2 separate regions of the Gossypium hirsutum genome follow, and region 1 is linked to region 2. A link is a contact called in public Hi-C data. All regions are on one chromosome and are shown on one strand. The core of a region is the stretch at or near the end of the contact, and the rest is flanking DNA. Distances in the headings are between cores, read along the strand shown.

Region 1 (2,700 bases), core at 16-2,515, 75 kb after region 2:
GTAGAAAAAGAAAAATTTAGAAAGGAATAGTGGATCTGTGAAAATTAAGTATCGTACTGATAACGTGTTATAAAATAAATAATAAAGAGAACAAAAAAACAAAAGAAATAAAAGAAACAAGAGAACTCTGAATTTTATTGATCAATAAAGGTGTTTAGAATGCTTCTCCAAAACCTATATATTCATGGACATAAGAAGTATAAATAATATGAAACTCTACTTCTAATAAACATTAGAATCCTAATGTATATCAAATTTATCTTGATCTTGATGGACATTCATTTAATAATAAAATATTTATTGCAAGAATTTGTTTGCTTGAGTATAAAAGTTATATAAAAATATTTATAAAATTAAGTATACTTTATAAAATTCTAATAAAAAACATAATTATAAAACAAAAATAAATGCATTGTAATAAATATTTTAAAGGATGTTTTAAAAAGTCACTTTTTAGGCATTAAATGAAAATGTGTCATTTCATATTTTTTTTTAAAAAAATTTAATTAATATCATACACTTTCTAATACTAGATCAATTTTCTTTAGCAATATTTTAATCTTAATTAGTGTTGATTAATTAAATAAATTAATATCAGAAAATAAAATAAAATAAACAAATAGTAACAGTAATGTAAGGTTTGTTTATGGTTTTGTTTTTCAACTAAATTTATGATAGGTTAGAATTTAAAATTAAGATTTATAATTTTAGAAAAAAAGGTTAGATTAAGATTTTTTAGAATTTATATAAAAAGTAGATCAAGAATGAAAAATAATAATAAAAGTTAATTTGATGTTTATTGATGGATCATACTATTTAGGAGCTCTAGAATATATATATATAGTAAGTTATTACTAAAAGTAAAATTTTAAAATCATCCTGTTAAACTGTATAATAAATATATGGTGGCGGGCAGCATGAATTTTACCTAAATATCTGTTTCAAAATCAAAATTTCGAAAAGAAAAAGAAAAAGGCTCTATTAGGGATCAGAACCTGACGGTTTCAGGTTTTTTGTTTTCACTGGCTTTAACCCTTTACCTATTCTGGTTTTCTGCTGCACTTGGTCTTGGATACTGTAAGTTGTAAGAGTAGTATCTAGTATGTTAGCCCATGCGCTTTTCGGTGGTTTGCCAAAGGGGAGGTTTTCATAGTTGTCAATTCCGCTCTTAGGGACCAGGAAGTTAGGTCTTATCTCAGTGTACGTTTATTGGATGAAACTTTGAAGTTCATCCTAATCCTTGAATTCTTATTGGTTATTTGTCAATTTGAAGGATTCCTCATGGTCCAGCTTAACTGCTTCTCGTTTTCTGTCTGAAATGTTGAGTAAGACTGTTTTGTTGCTTTGTTTCCTTTCTCTCTCTACATATATTCAATTATTATATACTGTTAAAATTAAAAAAACTTGGATGTAAAAGGAAAAGTGTGAAGGGGTGAAGGAAGCGGTCCCCTCCATTGGAGGTTGCTTTTGGTTCTCATCATCTCATGTGGTTGCCATCAACTCTCTCGCCGTGCTGAGACATTCATTCTCCTCCATCGACACCTGGGACTTAACTTCAGCCATTGTTTTTAACAGTCAGTGCTGAAAATGATTAGTCGGGTTTCAAAGAAACTTGAGCCATATATCTACGTGTATAACTACAAACAAATCTACTTGGTTTTTTCATTTTAAGTGATCGAGGTGAAAGTGCAATCGGTTTAAAAAACCATATATACTTATTTTTCATAGGTGTAGCCATCAAGCAATGAAAAATCCTTTTCAGTGCAGAGATAAATGCAGATAAATTCATTATTCCTGTCAAACATGTCACACTGTGTAAATCTTTATTTCCATTTCGGTAAGGTAACAAATAATATATATATAGGTATATATGCATTGCAAGTGCAGGAACTTCACCCACTTTTAACTGTCCTGAACCAAGCTTCTATTCTACAAAAAATAGATCTAACTCAACATGCTTGAATTTAAAATGTATTTGTAAAAACAACTACAGCACTCGAGTTATTGCACCACAAAATAGGTTCATCATTAGCTGAAATTCTTAATTAACCTAATAAAGATTCAATCCATGTAATATCAGCAGTGGCATAAGCTACAGTTTGATATTGTGCCTCAATATCTTCTTGACAGAATTAAAATGAACATTTGAAGAGTTTTGCATATACTGACCAACTCTATTAACATCAAAAGCTAATCGGGTCTAGTGATAACTCCACTAATGCTTCTGTAATCCACATCATTCTCAATCGTACTTGCATCATTCGCAAGAGATTCCAGTTACTTACCTTGGGAGTAGGTAACCCACATGCACGGTCATGCCACTTTTCTTGAGAATATCAATAACATAGTTCTTTCGCCGAAAAAATAAGCATCCATCATACTTATAATTGATTTCTATCCCAAGAAAGTAACGAAGCTTGCCCAACTTTTTTAAGGAGAAAGCCACATTGAGACCATGGATAACTTCACTGACCTCATAATTATTGTCTCATGTAATAAAGATAATGCATTTGATAGAAGATGTTATGAATGTAAAAAACAGTGATGCATTAGACTTTGCTTCATGAAAACTAGCTGAGAGTAAGGAATATTTCAATTTGTCAAACCAAGCTCTTAGAGCTTGTTTGAGACCAAAAGGAGTCTTCTTCAATTTGCACACATGGAGGCTGTTCCATACACACTTCCTTTTATAAATCACCA
Region 2 (2,700 bases), core at 29-2,528:
TGAGGGTAGTTCTAGATCTGGTCCAAGACAAACTGTTCTAGATCTGGTTCTAGATTTGGAATATGGTAAGGTAGCCCCTGGATGGGAACGACTCCTTTGATGGGTGTCGCAATGGCTTTATTTGTGATATTCTTATCTATTATTTTAAAGATTTATAATTCTTCCGTTTTACTGGTTGGAATTTCAATGAATTATACCACATCAAAGGTCAATGGGCATGCCACTGATGACATGGAAAAAAAGGTGAGATGTGACGCATTTTAACACCATTAACTTTTTGAACTAAAATCTATAATGGAGGAAGAATTTAGACATCAAGTGAAAAAAAGAAGTTTAAATACTAAAGTGAGAAAACAAATATAGTTGAGGGTCAAAATTGTGATATAAACTTAATTTATATGCAATGAAATGATTTTGCTGCTAAAGAAAAAGAGGATATATATATTTATATATGGGAGGAAACCACTTATATTGGTGTAAAACTAAGTTGCAAAACTAAAATAGTTTCATATAATTCCTTATATTTTTGTATGATTAATATTTTAATGACTCAACTATCATATTTCATATTCCATTTACATGGATCATCCATGTCAAGTTAGATGTAAATTTAAAATTTTTAATTATTTATTTTATGTAAAAAAGCTTCAACCGTTTAATAAATATTAATATATACAATATTTTAGATCAATATAATAGAGATATTGAATCAATTCAAAAATTTATATGCATAACAAGGACAATAAATAAATTCCATGGTTAAATCGTTAAGATATTAGTTGTGCAAAAATATACAAATGAATGTAAAATTATTTTAGTTTTACACTTACATATGTAAGTGGATTACTCCCATGTATATATATATATTCAATCATCTTTTACCAATGAGTACTTAATTTAATGATAAGGTTGAGGCTAGAGACCTTTAAGATCTCATGGTCAAATCCCACTTAGTGTAAATGATGTACAAGTTTTTAATTTATATTTTTGTTTGGTGTCTGATTATGTTTTATAATAATTTGTTATAATTATAAAATTTGGATGTATACTATTTATATTAGATTATTTTTGCAGGCAACTGAAATTTGTTTAAAATTATATAAATATTATATTAGAGTATATACGAATTTATATTAAAATTATATTGTATAGTTGATAAAAATGTAAGATTCAATGCAATGGATACAAGTTATAAAATAAAGTCTGGACATCGGCAGGCCTTAAAATATTTCTTGGCATGTATTGATGAGACATGTGGTGCCCAACAATTTGTTGGCTAAGGTACCATTGCCCCGATATTCAAAATAGAGCCAAAAGAAGGGGAAAAGGGGCAGTGCGCCCTTTTAATTGCCTTTCTTTTTCCTTTCTTAATTTCTTTTCGGCGAAATATATGTGAAAAGATAAAATCGAAGTGTAAAATGACACTAAATCAAAGAGACAAATATTGAGGTTGACAGTCCACAATTTTTGTCCACAAGGAGTTGAAACCTGAAACCTTCTACGCCACAATTAACTACCAAAATCCCAAAATTGATTTAATTCACTTTTTATCCTCCAGTAATTGTATAAAATAAAAATAATAGTTGGTGGAATATTTGTAATTTTAAAATTATAAATTTATTAAAGTATTATTATTATTCAAATTTAAATCTAAATTAAATAATACTATCCTCCAGATATTTCAATATATAAAAATATAATTTCAAAATTTTCAATTATTTTTCTTGTAACTCTTCTAAAAACTTAAATCATTCAATTTAAGTATTTTAGCTCTTCAATGAATAAAAAAATATTTTTGGCTTGTACAAAAATTAATAATGTAATTTAAGGTCTTGTTTGATAAATATTTAAAAGAATTAAATAAATTCAAATTAATATTTTCAATTATTTAAATTTTCATATACATTTGATAATCCAAAATAAAAACAACCTAAAACGTAGAATAAGAGCTACTTATGACTTAATAAAGAATATTTTCATTTAATTCAATTATACTTTATTTATTTTGACATTATATTATATTATAAGTACTTTACAGTTAAAATTTGGACTTGTTTAGAATAAGGTGAAATGTTTAACAATTAAGAGTAAAATGTAGAATAAAATTTTTCATATTTTAAGATTTATATTTATAAAAAAATATAATCATATTTCGTACTTAATTTTAAATAATATATCAATTATATATTATAACTTAAATTCAATGGTAAAATTTTCAATACTTTATTTTTTAGTAATTAATTTTTTAATTTATCAAACAATACCTAATTCTTTTTAACACAATTTTTAGCCTTGATTCTTCCAAAATTTTATAATTTTATCTCGTTCCGGTTGCATAAAATTTCTTACTTTGTCATTGATTCCACATTTGCAGTTTTTTATATTTTAAAAGTAACTAATAATTATATTTAAGAGGTAATTGTTATAAATATCTTATTAAGTGGATGCCCATCATGATTAAGATAAAGTTTTAATATATTTTAAATTCTAATAGTTATTAAAATTAGATCCCTACTTCTTTTATATTTCTTATGCCTATAAATAGAGACTTTGATGAAACATTTTAATCATCCCTTTTAATCAATAAAGTACATTGTCTATTTCTTTCCTATTTTCTTTGTTCTTTATTCTCTACATCTCTCTTTATTTTATAAAACATTATCAGCACGATCTTGCTCAAAGTGATAGTTCCTTTTATCG

What was found. Hi-C and Micro-C count contacts between places; a contact is called where the count stands out from the background.
Region 1: a Hi-C map of leaf shows a contact between it and region 2, with 2.9 times the contacts expected there. The contact joins two enhancer-like sites. A contact is called at or near these places in 2 of 34 Hi-C or Micro-C datasets (both in leaf).

The regions. Positions count from the first base shown.
Region 1 is chrD09:25,100,071-25,102,770 of Gossypium_hirsutum_v2.1, forward strand. No RefSeq gene overlaps it. Among protein-coding and RNA genes, the nearest start is that of LOC107892026, 7.1 kb to the left of the region's middle. Within about 2 kb of position 1,266, at least 1 of the 9 cell types and tissues checked has an H3K27ac peak or open chromatin away from gene starts, as enhancers often do. A contact at or near this core is called in leaf, where this site is marked.
Region 2 is chrD09:25,025,458-25,028,157 of Gossypium_hirsutum_v2.1, forward strand. No RefSeq gene overlaps it. Among protein-coding and RNA genes, the nearest start is that of LOC107892026, 67 kb to the right of the region's middle. Within about 2 kb of position 1,279, at least 1 of the 9 cell types and tissues checked has an H3K27ac peak or open chromatin away from gene starts, as enhancers often do. A contact at or near this core is called in leaf, where this site is marked.